7 separate regions of the Mus musculus genome follow, and regions 1, 2, 3, 4, 6 and 7 are each linked to region 5. Evidence: chromatin contacts called from public Hi-C, HiChIP or PLAC-seq and promoter capture Hi-C data. All regions are on one chromosome and are shown on one strand. The core of a region is the stretch at or near the end of the contact, and the rest is flanking DNA. Distances in the headings are between cores, read along the strand shown. Region 1 holds the start of Gatm (glycine amidinotransferase (L-arginine:glycine amidinotransferase)). Region 2 holds the start of Lcmt2 (leucine carboxyl methyltransferase 2). Region 3 holds the start of Ckmt1 (creatine kinase, mitochondrial 1, ubiquitous). Region 4 holds the start of Trp53bp1 (transformation related protein 53 binding protein 1). Region 5 holds the start of Mageb3 (melanoma antigen, family B, 3). Region 6 holds the start of Slc30a4 (solute carrier family 30 (zinc transporter), member 4). Region 7 holds the start of Spata5l1 (spermatogenesis associated 5-like 1).

Region 1 (2,700 bases), core at 3-2,502, 660 kb before region 5:
TGGTGAGGTTTGTTTTGGCTGGTTTGGTTGGTTCGGTTGTTTGGCTGCTTTTAAATACAAGGTGAGTGAGAGCACTCTTCTACTAAGCTATATCCTGAACCTTAACCATCTTTTTAAATCCCTTCACTGAGAAGGGTACATCTCTGGTCACCCTAAGTACACCCAAAGACATAGTCCCCAGAGTTGATTGAGTTCATCTATTGGGTAAAAGTTTTAAGTTTTGAGAAATTCTTCAGATTCCCCGAAGCCCTCACTAGCAGAAGGAGCGAGCCTTTGATAGAAAGGTCCAGGGTTGTGCTTCCAAGCCACACAGCATTTTAAGAACAGAGCTAAGATAGGAACCTAGACTCACTGGCTCCCTTCACCATATCAGGACCTTGAGACCTCTTTGTTGAGTATTACCTCGTAATCATACGACTCTTAAGAGTTGCCTAGACTTTACCGGCACCGTTTATTTTGGTCTCTGGTTAGCTCGTGGACCAGGGACTATCAATGTCACCGTTCTCAGTTTCTAGAAAACACAACACAGAGAAGCCGGCAGGGGGGTGGGGGGTGCTCATCATACAAGCCTATAATCGCGGGATCCAGGAGAATGGAGGGCCGGAAGCCAGACTGGACGACACAGCCAGGCAAGAAGTACTCAAATCTGCCCCTTCTGCTAGGAAGTGATGTGTCTATTTGAGTTCTCTAGTTTTAGTTCTACAAATCCAGTTAAGGGAACTACTTTGTAATCAAGCACCCAAGTCATATTGAAAGAAACCTTTTAAGATGTGCCTCAGAAGCAGAAGCTAACTGTAGCTCCCCCACTCCTTATTACTTTTGACTTATTATTATCTGCCTGTTTTCATAACTGAGTTTCTCAAAGCAGGAGCACCTAGCCAAAGACCACCAGTGTTCTAAAGACCACCACCACATAGGCTCAGGTCGACAAACTTGGAAGCTAACTCGGGGCCGTTCCACTCAGTGGCCCATGGACTAAGACTGGCCTTGGGGTTTACACATTCAGGTTGAAAAATGGACTTCCAACAAGAGAGACTAAGGAACCATCATCCCTGCTAGGCATTGGGTAGCCTCTTCATGGGTCTTCGCCGCCGCTGACCTGAGCCAGTACGGGAGGCACGAGCTAAAAAAAAAAAAAAAAAAGGGCCAGCCCCGGGACGTGACCCACGGACGCCGAGGCCACCTGTTCCTGGCAGCCAATGGGCCAGGCCCTGGGCGCGGCTACAAAAGCAGCGCGCGCGGCCGCAGGCTGGGAGCTGGCGCGAGCTTGGCGACTAGGACCTTGTGCACGCGGAGCAGCAGAGACGGGGCGATGCTACGGGTGCGGTGTCTGCGCGGAGGCAGCCGAGGTGCCGAGGCGGTGCACTACATCGGCTCTCGGGTGAGTCCCTACGCTGCCTCGGGACCTCTGCGGGATGCAGGATGGGGACCCAGAGGGAGACTGGACACCCCGGTAACAGGGTGGCGTGGTCTGTGTTCCGTAGCCCGTGAGGGCGTTTTCTGGGAAGATGCATGTGAGGGCATGGACGGAGCCTACAGGCCGGCTCCAGCTGAAACTCTGGGATCCCTGGGCTTTACCGGGGAAGTTGGAATGAGTCCATCCTGTCCCCCACCTGCTGCTCTGCCAGGCCCTCTGCTTCCTTGGGATATCCGAGCCCATGCCTGCAGACCCTCCCTTGCTCCTTGACAGGAATAGCTCTGGCAGATGAGTTCTGCCAGCAGCTGGTTCTTGAACAGCTGTCATTTGCTCTCTTGCTTTGGGTCTCCACCCAAGAGTCCCTCTAGCTCCCTTCTTAGAGGACTTTTAACAGCCTGATAGAGTTTGGGGGCGGGATGAGGTTTGCCAGGGGGAGTGGGTAAGGGAATCTTCCTGCGCTAGGTTATACAGGCCTGTCTTAAAAAGAAGAAAGAAAGAAAGAGAGAAAGAAAGAAAGAAAGAAAGAAAGAAAGAAAGAAAGAAAGAAAGAAAGAAAGAAAGAAAGAAAGAAAGGAAGGAAGGAAGGAAGGAAGGAAGGAAGGAAGGAAGGAAGGAAGGAAGGAAGGAAGGAAGAAAGAAAGAAGGTTTTTAATATGCTTAGATCTCTTTTTAAGTTTACATTCTGTGCCTGCCTGGGTTAATCCTTATGGTACACATGACAGTCATCTCTGACTTGAAATGAAAAAAAAAAGTGATTAAAAAAAAGGTTGGGGTTGCTTATTCTGAAAGATAAGGTCTTTTCAGATCCCATGTTATTTACAGTAAAAAGAACTCCGTTTTGGTAACCTTCCAAACTGAAAAAGCAAGACTTCCTCCTTCAGTTGGACATTGCCGGTACTTACTGGGCACTTCCTTGAGGAAGAGGATGGCCTATCTTCTAAGAAAGTTTCTGAAAATTAGTTTGCAAAAACTTTGAGATAGATATGGGAAACATGTTGCTGGGAACCAGATCTTTCTGGGAGTTCTAAAAGATTACAGCATATGACAAAAACAAAATCAGTCTATCATCAACAAAAAGTTATGTGGGTTTTTTTTTTAATCACCCAAAACCCCTCTACTAGTCAACATCTTAGGGTCTCCTCAAGTACATATCTGTGTTATCCTGAGTCTCACACTTTAACCATACCTTGTTTGTGTGTGTGTGTGTGTTTGTTTGCTTTTAAGCTTGGAGGATCCTTAACAGGATGGGTGCAGCGAACTTTCCAGAGCACCCAGGCAGCTAC
Region 2 (2,700 bases), core at 7-2,506, 820 kb after region 5:
TGTGTCTGCAATGGGGAAATGACTAGTAAAAAAAAAAAAGAACAAGAAAAAAAAAAACACCCGAAAACTAAAAATCCAGCGTTCGTCTGTCCCTTTAACTCTGGGCTCCTTTAATCTACTGCGTAGGTCAGGTTAGCTTACACATGTAGCACGAATTTGCTTTTACAAGAAAACATGTTATTTCATATTTACGTCGCACAAACACTTTCCTTAAATGGGTTGGGTCTGTCAGGCGAAAATCCTGTCTCTGGATGGAGGGTAGTATTTGCTGCCTCCTGTCTCTGATCCTTCTGGTCGACTAGATGCCTTTATTAACATATCTTGCACGCACTGAATCATTCTGCCACACAATCTGCTCTTCTAAGACCACTAACGAGTTCCTAACCCTAAAACATTTTCCAATAACCAAATCTTCATAGAAAATTTTTCTTGATCCAGTTGGACTCCAGAACTCATACTCTCAGCCGTTACATACTACTGCTCTGAGTTAACCATTCTTCAAGTCTTTCTATTTCCTTTCCTAATCCAAGCAGACACTAAATTAGTAAATGATGAAGTTTCTACGCATCTCTGGGAGTGCTTTCTTACTGGTATCTCCTAAGCATCAAATGTAGAAACTTTAAAAGTCCAACCTGGGTTGCTTCCTTTAAACAACAACGCCACAGGGAATAATCACATCTCTTCTATAGCGATTTTCAGCAGACATACTCAATACCACATACGAATCACAGAATCTTGGAAGTGGAGGGGAGTGTCATTTTTACATGCTGAATACTTACTCACTGTAGACCTAGCACAGAATTTAGACTACATGAGAATAAACAGCACGTACAGGGGCAGTGGGTTAATAATAATCAGTAATTATCCGTAAAGGTCTCTTTCTTCACTTTCCATATGGCCTAATTTAAGATCTAAATGAGTTCTCCCTCGCAACGAGAACACTCAATAAAGGAGCAACTGTTACTTTTGTGCAAGGACCAATCTACTCTGGATTGCTTAAGATCCGAGGTGCTGGTCCTCTTTTGCCGGACCAAACCGGTATCAGGTCGTCAGCCTCCGATTCACCTAAAAATGTTCTCAAATAAGAGGATCTACACAAGTTTTTTTTTTCCCTGCAGAAAATGCCTGTACAAAGAGGTAACTTGAGCTCTCCAAGCGCTAGCTGTTACCGAAGCAGCTGGCGTGTTCCCAGGAAAACGTAATTTGGAAAGGGGGGGTGGGGGGGGGGAAGGTCAAAAAACCTCTCGCGGGTTTTGGCAGAGAGCGGTCTTCTCGGAAGTGACGCACCCAGAAGCGGATGAGCGGGAGCTCGGTAAGTGTTCTGTGTGCAGTATTGCTGAGCACCTTCTCGTCATGGGCCCGCGAGGCCGCCAGCGCCGGGCGGGAACGGTCCAGAGCACCAACGACAGCAGCTCCCTCAGCAAACGATCGCTTGCCGCACACGGATACGTGCGCGACCCCTTTGCGGCGCTGCTGGTCCCGGGACCCGTGCGGCGCACGCCGCTTATCCACCGCGGCTATTACGTGCGCGCGCGCGCCGTGCGTCACTGCGTGCGCGCCTTCCTCGAACTCACTAGCGCGCTCCCGTCCCGGACCAGAGCCCAGATCCTGTCCTTGGGCTCAGGCTCCGACTCGCTTTATTTTCGTCTGAAAGCGGCGGGCCTCCTGGCCCGAGCTGCCGTCTGGGAGGTGGACTTCCCGGACGTGTCTCGGCTCAAGGCGGAGAGGATCGAGGAGACCCCGGAGCTGCGTGCGCAGACCGGTCCTTTCAAGATCGGGGACTCGGCGTCATCTCTGTGCTTCGAGAGCGCGGACTACCGCATCCTGGGCGCGGACCTGCGGGAGCTCCAGCGATTAGGAGAGGCCCTGGATGGCGCCGGCCTGGACGCCACCTCTCCCACGCTGCTCCTGGCCGAGGCGGTGCTGACCTACTTGGAGCCCTCCAGTGCCACAGCCCTCATTGCCTGGGCCGCCCAGCGTTTCCCCGACGCCCTTTTCGTGATCTATGAGCAGATGCAGCCGGGGGATGCCTTTGGGCAGATCATGCTGCAGCACTTTCAGCGGTTGCATTCACCCTTGCATGGCCTGGAGCTGTTTCCCGTCGTGAAGGCCCAGCGCCAGCGCTTCCTTCAAGCTGGCTGGACTGCCTGCAGCGCCCTGGACCTGAACGAGTTCTATCGCCGCCTTCTCTCGGCAGAAGAGCGCCAGCGGGTTGAGACGCTTGAACCCTTTGATGAATATGAGGAGTGGCATCTGAAGTGTTCACATTATTTCATCCTGGCAGCATCTAGGGGAGACATTCTGTCAGAAACTCCAGTGTTTGAGCCCTCAGAGGCTTCTTTTCAGATAGATCCTGCCTCGCCTTCAGGGTTTCTTTCTGCCAGAGTAGTCACTAGTGACCACCAGCACTCAAGCCTGAAGCGATATGGCCACGCCTCTGCCCTCTTGAGCCCTGGCGTTATTTTCAGTGCAGGAGGCTTTGGAGAACAAGAGGGACGACACTGCCGAGTGAGCAGGTTTCACGTGCTCTCCAGATCCTGTGACTCGGAATGGGAAGGCTGCCAAATAAGTACCTTGGGGACTGAAGGCCAGTGGGATGGACGCCTTTATCACACCATGACAAGGCTTTCTGATACTCGGGTTCTGGTTCTTGGAGGAAGACTCTCCCCAGTAAGTCCAGCCTCTGGGGCTCTCCAACTT
Region 3 (2,700 bases), core at 194-2,693, 600 kb after region 5:
CATTTGGCTCACTTTACTGGCATCAAGGTCAGTGGTGTGCTTCATTGTTCTGGGGTCATATCCATTATGCCGCTCTTGGATCACAGGGTCAAACAGTTCAGCAAATACCTGAAAAGGAGTTAAGAGGAAGAGGCGATTATAAAGAAGAAACACTTGAGTTGTAGATTGATATCACTGGATCAGAACGTTTGAGTATAGACAATCCAGAGTCTTGAGGGAACAGACATGAGGGATCTTTAGGAGGAAGGAACTGGGATTTCTGAGGGGCCCCCTACCTCATAGGTCTCCTCATCTCCAGCCACCATGCCCACAGTCTTGATGAAGGGGTGGCCAGGGTTGTCCACTCCAGTCTGGATGCACTGATCTAGTGTCCAACCAGTGGGTGTGGTCTTGTCGCAGAGCCGTGCATAGACTGCTGGGGTCAGGTGACTGGCCATGCAGTTGTTGTGCTTTCGGAGGTCTGGGTACTCAGCGCTGGGAAGGGGGTACCCAGTAACCATGGAGGGAGGGCACAGGAGCCTAGACCTACTGATGTCAGCTGGGAGCTGTCCAGTGAGCCATGTCTGGCTTTGCTTATTGGAAGGAGGGGGAATTAGAGGTAGGCTAAATCTTGATAATCTCTTCAGGGATTTCCAGGGTCTTTTCTTTCCTAATAGTTCTAACACCTCAATTCCCCCTTGTCTACAGAGTTGCTTTTCTCTAGTGAGCATAACATTAGAGATGGGGGAGGGGAGAGACTCAGGAGAATTCGGGAGAACAAGGAGAATAGGTCGAGATTAAAAAAAAAAAAAAAAGCTTCTAGTCATCCAAAAAGGATTTGGGCAGTGGGTGAACCTAGAATTTGCAAAGGTAAAGCTGGTGTGGAGGCAGTGACATCGGGTGACATGTCCTTAGACATGTTCTTCCATTACAGGGCTAGGATCTCCAAACTGTACAGGAAATCCATCTTCGAGGCCTATCTTTTGCTCAGGTTATCCTCTCTACCTGTTCGGTTCCCATCACCACCACTACCACCCCCAGCCCCCACCTCGTGCATCTCAGGCTCTAATACCTCGGGGGATACAGTCTCCTCCGTTCAGCAGCGGCAGCTCCTACAGATTCCGGGCGGAGCAGAATCCCGGCGGTGAGAGACCCAGCTCCAGCCAAAGCCAGGAGCCTGAGTCCAGGGCGGGCAGACAGCAGACGGGAGAAGGGACCAGCCATGGCTTGGGGATGCGGCTACAAAGATTCAGAGCAGGATCTGGCGCAAGTCAGGAACTAGGAGGGAAGATGCAACCGGGTAGAGAGAGGACGGAGCTGGGTCGGAGACTGGAGCCAAAATAGGGGTCACGATGAAGGCTGAAGCTGAAGTGGCAGCCGGTGCCTACCAGGCTGCAGGAGAAGCGCAGCGAAGCAAGGAGCCAGCCAGAGCAGAGGGAGGCCCCAGCCGCAGTCTCCAGGGGTGGGGCTCACTCAGGCTCCGCCTTCCCGCCTGCCACCGCGCTAGGTGTGCGGGGGTGGGGTTGGGTAGCACTAGCCAGGTAATTAAGAAGACCGGAGATTTACTCCCTGAGGCTGGAGACAGACGCCCACCAAGGATGAGGGTGGTCAGATTTCAGCACTAAGTAGAGGACAGCACCACAGGGATTCCCGAACCTGAAACCCCCCTTCTTTCATACCCTCTCTGTTTAAATCTGAAACCCAATCCGTCTATTTTCTGGGTTTTAGGGGTGGGGGTGGGGAGGTTGACATTGCCCAGCCTCTTTTCTGAATTCGATCTGCACGCCATCTCTCCATTTTCCCCAGGAGAGTCAGCCGCAGGAAAACCACAGAATAAACAGATAGAGGAGGAAGACTGAGCGAGCTCAGGGGAAAGACAGCACAGCCTCAAGGTCACCTTCCCCTAAGAACCAGGAAGAGCACCAGGGAACTCCCAGCTACACCTATGCTTTCCTAATAAGATTGAGAAAGGATCCCTTAAGAATCAGAAAGCTATTGGCTCTTATCCTGTCTATTCTGTCTCCCAAACTCACTGCCTCCAAGTCTTCAGCTTGGCTATTTCCTGCCTCTCATTGGGGACCTGCTTTTTTTTTCTTTTTTTCCTCTACTCTAACCCCTGCTTCACCTTTGATCTTTTATTTCTCTTCTTCTTTTCCAGGCTTAAATCTGTTTGCTGTTCGAAGGACTCTTCCTGAGTAGTGTCTGAAAGCCTACCTGTTGATTGCTCTGGGTGTGGGGCTGGGGTTGGGCAGGGAATGGTGAGTTTCTTCTTCCTTCTCTTCCTTCTTCTCTGCAGCTGGCAGTTCCTGGACTGGAGGGGGAATATAAAGAGAGGAGGAGGGTGTGGTGAGATGACTGGGTGTGGAATGGAACAGGCAGGCACAGGTCTCCCGAACCACTCGTGCTTCCTCTCTTGGCTTGCTAAGGCAGTTTAATCTGGAGTGTGAAGGCTGGTAGTATCCAAGGGCATAAGGTCATCAGGGAGTCTCTGTCTTCTTCCTGGTCCGCTCTCTCTTTTGCGAAGTGCATACTCAGACTCAAGAGGGTTTGTTTCCACAGCTACGTGCTGGGCTAGGAGCAACTTGACTTTTATTAGTGCAGGAAGGGGAATGAAAGCTGAAGCTGAGATAGAGACCTGAGGTTTGGGTGCGGAGGGCCAGCCAAAGCAAAGCAGACATATTGCCATTAATATGTCTACCTTCAGCTTCCTGATGTTCCAGA
Region 4 (2,700 bases), core at 2-2,501, 680 kb after region 5:
AAGATGTGTCTCTGTGATTTGGGTCATTTTTGCTCTACTTGTAAAACATTCTAGGATTGGAATTTTAGTTATAACAATAGATCCTAAAATTTTCAGAGCGATTTCGTTTAAGCTGATCCTTTTGTTCCCACAAGTAATGCGTATGAAGACAACATGCTTTGATTTTTGGGTTAGGAGAATATGATCACTGTAATTTATAGCAGCAGAGAGGAGATTGGCTGGTAGGATGCTCCTCTCTAAGCTTGGCTTATTTCAAGTGCTAAACTGGGCATTTATAGAAGTTGAGAATCATGTATGGGCTGTGCCTAAATAATTCTGAGTCTGGAGTAGAGAAAACCGCCTCCATTTTAATGCCTTCTATGTATATTCTTGGCACTGTGCTAGGTGCTTTCCCTCCTGACAGCTGCTTGGTTAGAATTCTAGCCCAGATCCAACGGCTCTTTAAATTAAAATGACAGTGAAACCACATATGTATCTTGAGCTCAGTTCATTAATAGTTGTCACAGCTGCCACACCCTTTATAAGACCCTGACACCATGATTAGGATAATTAAATCTCTGGGCCTGGATCCTTTAGGTCATTGAGTTAGTAGGGGTGACAGCTGTTCTCTTTGCTTCTAGTTTGAGGATTACAATGCTCAGTTCGTTCAATGGGAGGTGCAAAGCGTCTGGGGCTGCTGCAATTCCCTAAAAGAAAGGGCAGAGAGAGACAAATAGGGAAGCTTGAAAGGGAGTGGGAACACGAAGACAATATAAAACAACAAAATCAAAACTGCCAGAGACATAGAGTGGGAAAACGGAAGCCTTTAAATTCAGGCAGAGGTCTACAAATGGGATCCTGATCGACACTGGCAAACCCCACAGAGGCTTCTCTTCCATTTCACCATTTCAGAAGTACTAGCTCTCCTCAATTCTCCTCCTCTTTGCCCTTTCTTTGAAAATCCAGGAGACTCTCCTTTTCCACGGAAGTCAGTGAAGGGGCCGAAGCCCTCAAGTGTGAGTAGTGAGTACCCCCGTCCTTCAGGCAGGGGTTTTTATTTCATGCCCTCTTAATGTCCCTTCGGTTCAAGGATACTGTCATGCTGGCTGTATTAGGGGGAGGGCCTGCGACGTCCATGCTACCATGGAAACACGCCGCCGTGTTCCTTTTCTTACGCTGGGGGCGGGCACTTCACCTCAGCCACCTATCATCCATAGGATTTCCTGAGTGGCAGACAACAGCAGCGAATGGGCGATCCGATATTGCGTGACGTGACGGGAAAAGGGGGAGCTCGCGGCCAGTGGCGGCGGTGGCGACAGTGGCGACCTGGGGATCGACCTGGAGGGGCCTGGGCAGCGTGCAGAAACCTCTAGATCCAGCGCGAGGCACCTCTCGCCGGGATGCCAGGTAGTGCTGCGAGCGGAGCCGAGCTAGCGGGCCGCAGAGGCCCGGGTGGCGGGCTTGAAGGGCTGGCCGCCTGGAGGGGGCGGGGTGGCAAGCATGGCGGCGGTGACGGGGACGGGGTTGGAGGGCCGGGGAGGGGGTGGGGAGGCAGCCGCCGCGGTGGTCCTGAGGCCGCATGAGGGCCGTGGGCTTCCCGCCCGCCGGGGTTGCGAAGAGGTCTTCCCGGGGCTCAGTGGCGTCAGAACGCGGGGAGAGTTGTGTGGGGGATGGAAAGGGGCGGGGAGAAGAGGTGAGGAAGGAAGCGTGTCTGAGGGAAGGTGAAGAGAAAGGAGGGAGGGAGGGGGAGATCGAAGGATCCAGAGGCGCGGTGGTAAATAACGGAGAAATGAGGGCTGGGGAGATGGCTGAGAAAGTGCTAAGAGCGATTGCAAATGTGGGCTACTGGGTAGCCCTAGAATGGTCCCTTTCTCGATCTCACACTTCCGCCCCTTTATTTAGTCTCAGATTGTGTGTGGAAAGCTCAATAGGGTTACTCTTCGAACTGATCTTTTGTTATTCCATTCCAGGGGAGCAGATGGACCCTACTGGAAGTCAATTGGATTCAGATTTCTCTCAGCAAGACACTCCTTGCCTGATAATAGAAGATTCTCAGCCTGAAAGCCAGGTTCTGGAAGAAGATGCAGGCTCTCACTTCAGCGTGCTATCTCGACACCTTCCTAATCTGCAGATGCACAAAGAGAACCCCGTGTTGGTGAGTGAGTGATGATGCCCTGTTCAAGTTATTATTTTTTTCTGACCCCCCTACACCAAACTAACCCAGAAAATTAACGTGTTTAGTTGATTGTTAGCTTTTGGATAAAGTTGGTGGGGAACGAAAAATGAAATCAACGTGTTCTCACCCACAGAAAGGTCCCTGTTGTACTACTTTGTGTACTGTGAGGATCTTATGTGCTCATGTTTTCTAGGATATTGTATCAAATCCGGAACAATCTGCTGTAGAACAAGGAGACAGTAATAGCTCATTCAATGAACATCTGAAAGAAAAGAAAGCTTCAGGTGAGCAGTTGAAGGCTTGGCTCTCTGCAGTGTTTAAGGTCCTGTGGGGGCAGAACGATTTAAACATGCAGTTGAGATTATGTGTAAGGAAGCCTAGTTTGTTATCTAGTGTTCAGTAAGCCTTTGGATACCCGTGATTAGTTTGGTGTTGCCTCCATTTCTCAATTTGTATTAAAATTTGATGGCAAATGTCTTCTGTGCTAATATCCACCTCCTTCTGTCTTTTTCAGATCCTGTGGAGTCTTCTCATTTGGGTACCAG
Region 5 (2,700 bases), core at 85-2,584:
TCCTGGCAGTATCTCAGTAGGTTTCTCCGAGGTACTCTGAGAGTGCCTAACGTCATTCACACATCCAGCTACCACTAGGGCGAGAAGTAAATAAACACTATTTATTTATGCAATTATTTATCACAGAATCCTGGTCAAGAACGCAAAGGTAAACTCATACGGACTTACCCAACGTAAACAACATGCTAAATAGAATTAAGATTCACCCTTAACTAACCACTACGGAAATCAGAGGCCTCCTACACACGCTGGTTTTTACTACCACACTTGACTTTAAAAAGTAGTAATGTCAACTCAACATTTTAGCAGTACAGAAAACGACAGAAGCTCCAAGAACCTCTTTCCAGATTCTCAAAGGATGTCTGTAAGAGCTCAAGTAGAGAGAGCAACGCCCCCCTAATGCACCCTACAAGAATGAAATACCAAAAACATTACGTGGGCCCACAAGAAGGTTCGAAAAGGCAATCTAACTTAATTAGCTATCGGGTCCACGGGGTCAGAGACTGGGAACGTGAGATGGGGTTGGGGGTGGGTAGCAAAGTGAAATCTAACCCCAGAAATCACAACACAGGCCGCAGCCTAAGAGCTGAAGCTGGCGGGAAGTGAGCTCCCTGGCCGTTCCCTGGGGAAAGTCCAAGCCAGAGCAGCTTCCACGACAGTGGACGTACAAGGCGCCAACAGTGCATGCCTACGGACGTTGCTGGAACCGCTGAGGGCTCGGCTAGAGAAGGGGAGGAGATCCCGGCAGACGGCCCTGAGAGAGGACTGAGCTTCGGAGCAACGGCAGCGTCTGGACCAAGGGAATTACCTTCACTGTGACGACAGAAAAGTGTCTTCGGGCTCCGGCGATGGTCCCGACTGCGCAATAGGTGGTGTCTTTCCCGCTTATCCCTCAGCAGCAACAGAACCAGCTCCTTCAGCCAGTCGCCATTTCCCGCCTACCGACCTGCTGCACCGCACGGACAGGGACCCGGATGGAAAGCGGCCTCCCTGCGCAGGCGCTCTGGCTCCCTCCTCCCCCGCCCGCCCCGATCCGGAGAGGCGGGAGGGAAGGAATGCGGGAGGCCTGGGCGGCAGCGGGGGAGGGGAAACCAACTTTTACTACCGTGAAGAGGCTGAAGTTTCTGCCGCCTTAGGGAACTCACCAGAGCGAATTCCTGACCAAAAGAAAAACAAGAAACAACAACAACAAAAAACAATGAAAAAAAAATGAGCTTAGGGCCCGAGGAGTTAGACTGGACTCAGCCTCCGATGGGGCTCGGAGCGTGGGGGACGTTTGTACTTCGGGGGCCTCCGTAGCGGGCTGCGGGGTGGTCGCAGGGGGAGTAGGGAGGAAAGCGTTAGCAGCGGAGGCGGGGACGCCGGGGGCGGTTTTCCCTCCCGCCGCTAACGGAACCGCCTAGAGCCGGGCGACAAGGAGAGCGCGCCCTGGCCTGGGAGGCGGGGTTTAAGAACGCGCCGCGCACCCAGCGGCCAGGGTTAGCGACTAGGCGGCGGTGGGTGGAGCCGGCGGGAAGGGGCGGTGCTAACGGCTTGGCGCGCTGGAGCGGGAGCCAGTGCCTTGCGCTCCCGATGGCCAGACCCAGCCTGGTCCCGGTGCTTTCGGAGGTTCGCGGAGTGTCCCCGAGGTTCTCTTCCTAGGTCACTTTGCTAGCGGGAGCCCCTGTTGCCCTTGGACCTATGAAGGAGACTCTTAACCCTTCCCTTCCTCGCGATGTGGGCAGTGATCCTGTACGCTTAAAACTCGAGTCTTTCAAATGGGTTTTCACACACGACTGTGGGCTCCATCTAGAATCTGGATGATTCTTAATCTTCTTGATGCTGAAACGCTTTTAATAGAGTTCCTCATGTATGATGACCCCACCAACCATAAAATTATCTTTGTTGTTACTTCATGGCTGTAATTTTGCTAGTGTCATGAATCGGAATGCAAATATGTTTTCCCATGATCTTATTCAACCTGTGGTTTGACCTCTTAAGGGTTGCAACCCACAAGTTGAGAAACACTGGTCTAGATAGCACTTTTGACTGAAATTCCAAGCTGATCTCATTATTCTATAAGAAATGCTGATTGAGACAGGAGAGGCTTGGACGCCAGTCTGAAGAGAACAATCCTAGGGTTTGCAGAAAAGAGCTTGATCCACGAGTTCGGAAGTCCTGATTCCTGCCTGTCAGCTCTTCTACTTCAGTCCTGAGCACAGTCAACATGCCTAGGGGTCAAAAGAGTAAGAGCCGCTCCCGTGCTAAACGACAGCAGTCACGCAGGGAGGTTCAAGTAGTTCAGCCCACTGCAGAGGAAGCAGGGTCTTCTCCTGTTGACCTGAGTGCTGGGTCCAGCTTCCCTGGTGGTTCTGCTCCTCAGGGTGTGAAAAACCCTGGATCTTTTGGTGCAGGTGTATCCTGCACAGGCTCTGGTATAGGTGGTAGAAATGCTACTGTCCTGCCTGATACAAAAAGTTCAGATGGCACCCAGGCAGGGACTTCCATTCAGCACACACTGAAAGATCCTATCATGAGGAAGGCTAGTGTGCTGATAGAATTCCTGCTAGATAAATTTAAGATGAAAGAAGCAGTTACAAGAAGTGAAATGCTGGCAGTAGTTAACAAGAAGTATAAGGAGCAATTCCCTGAGATCCTCAGGAGAACTTCTGCACGCCTAGAATTGGTCTTTGGTCTTGAGTTGAAGGAAATTGATCCCAG
Region 6 (2,700 bases), core at 192-2,691, 750 kb before region 5:
AGGTAAGGGAATTTACCTCCTGAAGAGTGGGGTCATCACAGAATTTATGGACAGAGCTTAAAATATGGCTTTGTCGTCTCATCACTTTCTCGAGAATCCAGTGAGACACGAGTGAAAGAACAGAACGCACAAAGGCAGTCCTCCTCAGCACAGCGCGCTGGAAATGTCCCCAAACAACCCATCCTTTTATTTCAACTATTCTTGAAACATTCACATCCCTCCTACCTTGAGGCTGCATTTAAGAGACTCCGATGACACTCCTGAAACATTGTAGGCAGTTAAATGGGACATTAAAAACAACAGAACAATCTACTCCTAAGATATTTGGAGCCGAGGAATGTAATGGCTCGTAAGCTGTCTCCCTTTGGCTATTACCATCGTGTCCTGATTGATGAAATTCTAGGCAATAGCCTTCCCTTCCTGATCTCGGGACCATGGAGGGTCTAATTTGCTTTCATGACTGCAGCTCTGGGGGAAAACTTAGGACTGAGGGATCACTCTGGAATACAGAAGTAGCCAGGGCTTTCTTTTCGCACCGGATTCTAAGGTGTCAACAGAATCGTTAAAATTGCCTCGTGTGATTTTTTTCATTGTATTTTTGTGACCTGAAATTTTGGTAAGATATAAAAACTTTTTAAAATATTGTCTTTGTAAACCCTGGGGAAGTAGGAGCTTGCAGGACACCACAGGCAAGATGCAGGTGTAGCCCCGTGTCTAACTTGCATGAGCCCCTGGATTAGATCCTAAGGATCTCAAAAGGAAAGAAAGGTGGAAGCCAAGGATTTACACTTTAAAATGAATTCTACCAACAGTGTTGCCTTTAATCTTGCTTCTTGAGGACATTTGAGAATGTGATGAAACATAGGGAAAGTAAGCTCACACAATTGTGCCCAAGGAGCGTAGCAGTGAACACAGAAGGAAGACACATATTTGCTGAGAAACAGGAAACTTTAAAGCAAGCCATAGAACTACTGACCATCCTAGTCTTGTCCTAGCCTTTTGACCAAGATAATCGGCAATTTTTTGCCGATTGGGTAGAAGAAAAGCTACCAGGATTCCCACTTGGTAAGAAAGCACTAAAGGACATTTTCCACGGACCATCCATAACCAAGATCGGACCTGAGATTCCCGAGACCCATCTCCAGTGGAGGGAATTCAGAGCAGTGACACCCAGCTCCGGGGGGACCTTCCCGCGGCACACCCGGGGGCTCAGAGCGCACAAGACCTCAGAGCCCGAGAGGCGGGGCCGGGAGGGCGGGGGCAGGGGGCGACGCGCGACCACGCCCCCTCGGCGCGCCCCCAAGCGGCGGCCTGCGTGCCCGCGCCGACCCCTCCCCTCGCGCCTCGCGGGCGCACGCGCCGCCTCGTTCAGGGGCCGGAGGAGGCCGGGCCTGTCAGACCCCGCGGCCGGCCTCCCAGCGGCACGGGGCGGGCGGGTGCAGTGGCTGGGGCTCGGCCTCGGTCCCTGGCCCGGGTCGCAGTAGCGCGAGCTCCGGGCGGGGATGCGCGGCGGCGTCGGCCCGCAGGTAGCCGAGCACCGCCGAGTCCGGAGCTGGCGCGCGGCCGGGGCGCGGCGACAGGAGCGGGGTCTCGTTCTCCTCACGATGGGCAGGGACGCGCCGCGCTGCCCTGAGGAGCCCGAGCGCCGGTGAAGGCGGAGTCGCCGGCCGCCCCTCCGCTGCCATGGCCGGCCCCGGCGCGTGGAAGCGCCTCAAATCCCTGCTGAGGAAAGACGACACGCCGCTGTTCTTAAATGACACCAGCGCCTTCGACTTCTCGGACGAGGTGAGCGACGAGGGGCTTTCGCGCTTTAATAAACTTCGAGTCGTGGTGGCCGACGATGACTCGGAAGCCCCGGAAAGGCCTGTGAACGGGGCGCACCCGGCCCTCCAGGCCGACGATGACTCCTTATTGGACCAGGACTTACCTTTAACCAACAGTCAGCTGAGTTTGAAAATGGACCCCTGTGACAACTGCAGCAAGCGACGCGAGTTGCTGAAGCAGAGGAAGGTGAAGACCAGGCTGACCATCGCTGCCGTCCTCTACTTGCTTTTCATGATCGGAGAGCTTGTAGGTGAGTTGTGTCGCCGACTCGCTTGCCTTTGACTTTGTCCAGCTGTTAGCTACGCCGGAGTTGAGGTGGAAACTTTGTTTTCAGGAAGTTTGCTGAGTATCTAGACTTTCGTGGGTCCATAGGAAAGGGACACGGGATTCCAAAGTGCGGTTCCCGTGAGCGCCCACTGAGAGCTTGCAGGTATATCTTGTAACTCCCATAAACAGTGCCTTTTACTGTAGGGTTTAGGGTGTTATCTTGACTGTATATCATGTAACTTCTCCTTTTACAGATTCTGATAAAATGCCAGGTTTATCTTTCAACGTCTAAAATAATTCTGACATGGATTAGAATCAGAATTTTATAGTACTAAGGGATGTTACTGAACACCATTCTGTTTTCTCACACAGAAGTTCTGAAGGGATTAGATTATGAGGAATCTTATTGGGAAAAGAGAGAGCCATCCACAGTACCAGACTTTCCTCTCTGTCTACATTTTGGTTATTTGATGCTTATTTATGCCGCTTCCTTTTGAGCTTATAGCCAAGGGCTTTACAAAACTCTATACAGCCAACTAATTAAAAGTTCATTATTAAAAGGAGTATCTACAGTTTGCTAGAGGTCTCCCCGGCAGCTGCAGAAGCTAG
Region 7 (2,700 bases), core at 40-2,539, 670 kb before region 5:
TATGCATGCATCAGGATTAGTTACTTCAACAAAGCAAATGACCATCCTGCTTCCCAGAACGATTTGAACCCAGGTTCTAGCTTGCATGTGACAAGTGATCTACAACTCCTGCCTGACCCAACATTCCAAAAAGGCGAGCTTTCAGGAACTTTACCTCTCTGTCAAACCTGCCCGGCCTGCGAAGCGCTGGGTCTAACTCGTCTGGCCGGTTGGTGGCTCCCACAACCACAAACTCCCTGTCCCTGTGGATGCCGTCCAGCAGCGTCAACACCTGGGCCACCACTCGGCTCTCGGGAGCTCGGTGCGGGCCGCCTCTCCGGGGACACAGGGCATCCACTTCGTCCAGGAAGAGGAGGCTGGGTCCGCGGCTGGCCAGCTCCTGGGCTCGTTGGAAGATGCGCCGCACGTTCTCCTCGGTCTCCCCGGGCCGGGAGCCCTGCAACGCCGGGGCGCTCACCGCCAGCAGCTCGGCGCCAGTCTCGCGCGCCACGGCCCGCACTAACTGGGTCTTGCCCACTCCCGGGGGGCCCGCCAGGAGCACCCCGCGGGGCACAGCCAGCCCCAGCGCGGCTAGGGCGAGCGGGTAGCGCAGCGGCAGGCGGAGCAGCTCCCGTAGGGAGTCGGCGGTCTCCGACAGACCCCCAAGGGTCACCTCCCCGGGAGGCTCGACCTGTGGCGGAGGCTTGTCACTGAGCGTGATGCGGGTATGCGGTGTGACCCACCCGCCGGGCTCTGGGTCCGGTGTCCCGCCCATCACGTGCAGAGCTGCGACAGGGCCGGGGACACCCGGCGGGGTGGTCACCACGTGTCCCCGAGACACAGGCCGGTTGCGCAGCAGCTCGTGCACTACCTCCAGCACCGCGGCGGAACTCGGGGCTCCCGCCTGGGGCCGCAGCACCGGCCACACCTCTAGGCGCCGCAGGGGCGGACAGGGCACGGGTTGCAAGCAGTCCATACCTATCCTCCCCGTGGCCACCCGGGCCCCGGGGCTAGCGCACTGCGGGTCCAGCTGCACAAAGCCATCCACCCTGTCGCGCCGCGGCCAGGCCGTGCAGAGGCAGCAGCCGCCGGCGGGCAACGAGATCCTCAGCGGCGAGCCCAGGCGCGCACCCAAGCTGCGGAAGGCGGCCGGCCCCAGGCGGCAGCGCTGGGTGTCCCGGTCCCGGGGATCCACCGGCAGCAGCTTCAAAAGTTGTCCGTCGGGGAAGGGCCCCGAGTCCGGAGCCATGACTCGGGGAACCACGCCGGGGAAAGCCCGGCAGCAATCCACCCGGCTGCCGGATGCAGGCGGCGCGCATGCGCCAAGAAGGAACAAGCCTCTGATTGACGGTCGAAAGGACTTCTGGGAAAGTGAGAAAAGCCTGGCTCTCCATAAACATCAGACGCCCGGTAGTCGGTCCAAGAGCCTCAATGAAAAGGTCTCCGCTGGCATCTGACAGACATACGGCTGCTCCATTAGGCCATAAGAGTTTTCATTTTGTGAAGTAAAAAGATTTCTTAAGGAAAAAAAGAAAACCCAAACTGCTGACAAGGTGTAACGTGCTTACAGATATAAACAAGGTGTAAATAAAATACCCGCCAAATTAATCATGATACTCGCATCTTATGAAAGATCTTTTATCCTCGTTCCAAAGACTTGGAGCGTCTAGAAATGGGAAAGAAGACATTAATAATAAGACATAATAACCATCTTCAATATGTAAAGGGATGTGTGTGAAAGCTAGCGTGCGTGTGGATAGCTGTGGTAAAGAACTGACCAGGAAACGGAAGTTTAATAGGGTGATCTTAAGAGGTTTTTCTCTGCATATTTTGACCATGGTCGCATGAAAGGTACAGCTGAGAGTCATAACTGATGCCCACTGAGGCAATTAGAGTGAACTTAACCTTTCAGATTTCAGCACTGATTTAAAACAGGGGTAGAGGCTAAGTTAGTGGGGATATGGTGTGGAGGACAGTACATGTTTTTTCGTGTTGCATAAAGAGGCTGATCCCGTTCAGGGCCAAACTATAAAGTTCTCTGACCTTGGCCAAGAAATATACAGCATCCCCACTAAAACAGCCACTCCCCTCCTTGTGTCACAAATATCAGGAAGGGATTGTGTTTCTGGGCCCTCAACTCATTCACACATTCTCAGTAAAACTATAGATTATCTTTCCCAGGCAGCCTTAACCCATCCTGCTCCTCTGAGTCAGACCATTTTCATTGTATTGTTTCAGTCATCCATACATCTGAATTCATCATACTTACAATCTTGCAGGAAACCATTCTAAGCTTGCTGTGATGGTTCATACCTATATCACAACATTTGGGAGACTAAATAAGGATTAGAACAATTTATAGTTCTACCTGGGCTACTTAGTGAGGTCTAGGCAAGCCTAAACTACAGAATGGAGAAAGGTATCGAAAGAAAGAAAGAAAGAAAGAAAGAAAGAGAGAGAGAGAGAGAGAGAGAGAGAGAGAGAGAGAGAGAGAAAGAAAGAAAGAAAGAAAGAAAGAAAGAAAGAAAGAAAGAAAGAAAGAAAGAAAGAAAGAAAGAAAGAAAGAAAGAAAGAAAGAAAGAAAGAAAGAAAAAGAAAACCTTGAAAAGAAAAACATAATAACAGTTCTGTGGTCCTTTTGTTGGTTACAGGACTCCAAATTTGGCAATTTTATGAGCACTATTTAAAGCAACAAACGTGTGCACCACTAGAGGGAGTCCA

Evidence for each region. A called contact is a pair of places that touch in the nucleus more often than the background predicts. HiChIP or PLAC-seq counts read pairs in DNA pulled down with a chosen protein or histone mark. Capture Hi-C pulls out chosen DNA fragments and counts their contacts.
Region 1: a contact with region 5 is called in a promoter capture Hi-C map of liver, with 3 times the contacts expected there. The contact joins the promoter of Gatm here to the promoter of Mageb3 in region 5. A contact is called at or near these places in 3 of 39 promoter capture datasets (hippocampal neurons, liver and pre-B cells) and 2 of 9 other capture datasets (liver and pancreatic islet).
Region 2: a contact with region 5 is called in a Hi-C map of CD8 T cells, with 6 times the contacts expected there. The contact joins the promoter of Lcmt2 here to the promoter of Mageb3 in region 5. A contact is called at or near these places in 3 of 484 Hi-C or Micro-C datasets (CD8 T cells, pro-B cells and uterus) and 1 of 115 datasets of contacts at active chromatin or transcription factors (astrocytes).
Region 3: a contact with region 5 is called in an HNF4G HiChIP or PLAC-seq map of pancreatic cancer cells. The contact joins the promoter of Ckmt1 here to the promoter of Mageb3 in region 5.
Region 4: a contact with region 5 is called in a FOXA1 HiChIP or PLAC-seq map of pancreatic cancer cells. The contact joins the promoter of Trp53bp1 here to the promoter of Mageb3 in region 5. A contact is called at or near these places in 1 of 39 promoter capture datasets (pre-B cells), 2 of 484 Hi-C or Micro-C datasets (CD8 T cells and embryonic stem cells), 2 of 115 datasets of contacts at active chromatin or transcription factors (pancreatic cancer cells and stem cell-derived neural progenitor cells) and 1 of 9 other capture datasets (adipose tissue).
Region 6: a contact with region 5 is called in a promoter capture Hi-C map of liver. The contact joins the promoter of Slc30a4 here to the promoter of Mageb3 in region 5. A contact is called at or near these places in 1 of 39 promoter capture datasets (pre-B cells) and 2 of 9 other capture datasets (adipose tissue and liver).
Region 7: a contact with region 5 is called in a promoter capture Hi-C map of liver, with 4 times the contacts expected there. The contact joins the promoter of Spata5l1 here to the promoter of Mageb3 in region 5. A contact is called at or near these places in 6 of 39 promoter capture datasets (the C10 cell line, frontonasal cranial neural crest, liver and 2 more), 1 of 484 Hi-C or Micro-C datasets (CD8 T cells) and 2 of 9 other capture datasets (adipose tissue and liver).

The regions. Positions count from the first base shown.
Region 1 is chr2:122,609,829-122,612,528 of GRCm38.p6, reverse strand. It overlaps Gatm (glycine amidinotransferase (L-arginine:glycine amidinotransferase)), which reads left to right and starts at 1,252. Exons shown (of 9, transcript NM_025961.5): 1 at 1,252-1,381; 2 at 2,642-2,700. The coding sequence starts at 1,313.
Region 2 is chr2:121,139,254-121,141,953 of GRCm38.p6, reverse strand. It overlaps Lcmt2 (leucine carboxyl methyltransferase 2), which reads left to right and starts at 1,256. Exons shown (of 1, transcript NM_177846.3): 1 at 1,256-2,700. The coding sequence starts at 1,354. It also overlaps a transcript of Adal not described here.
Region 3 is chr2:121,357,353-121,360,052 of GRCm38.p6, reverse strand. It overlaps Ckmt1 (creatine kinase, mitochondrial 1, ubiquitous), which reads right to left and starts at 1,443. Exons shown (of 9, transcript NM_009897.3): 1 at 1,052-1,443; 2 at 276-474; 3 at 13-108. The coding sequence starts at 1,203. Gm33947 (a long non-coding RNA gene) reads left to right here and starts at 1,234. Exons shown (of 2, transcript XR_374934.4): 1 at 1,234-1,871; 2 at 2,138-2,238.
Region 4 is chr2:121,269,958-121,272,657 of GRCm38.p6, reverse strand. It overlaps Trp53bp1 (transformation related protein 53 binding protein 1), which reads left to right and starts at 1,251. Exons shown (of 28, transcript NM_013735.4): 1 at 1,251-1,386; 2 at 1,950-2,134; 3 at 2,349-2,439; 4 at 2,670-2,700. The coding sequence starts at 1,380.
Region 5 is chr2:121,954,726-121,957,425 of GRCm38.p6, reverse strand. It overlaps Mageb3 (melanoma antigen, family B, 3), which reads left to right and starts at 1,334. Exons shown (of 1, transcript NM_008545.2): 1 at 1,334-2,700. The coding sequence starts at 2,207. Ctdspl2 (CTD (carboxy-terminal domain, RNA polymerase II, polypeptide A) small phosphatase like 2) reads right to left here and starts at 1,425. Exons shown (of 13, transcript NM_212450.4): 1 at 809-1,425.
Region 6 is chr2:122,701,404-122,704,103 of GRCm38.p6, reverse strand. Slc30a4 (solute carrier family 30 (zinc transporter), member 4) reads left to right here and starts at 1,441. Exons shown (of 7, transcript NM_011774.3): 1 at 1,441-2,074. The coding sequence starts at 1,684. 4930417H01Rik (a long non-coding RNA gene) reads right to left here and starts at 1,465. Exons shown (of 5, transcript XR_866691.3): 1 at 1,120-1,465.
Region 7 is chr2:122,629,214-122,631,913 of GRCm38.p6, reverse strand. It overlaps Spata5l1 (spermatogenesis associated 5-like 1), which reads right to left and starts at 1,289. Exons shown (of 3, transcript NM_001033256.4): 1 at 155-1,289. The coding sequence starts at 1,228.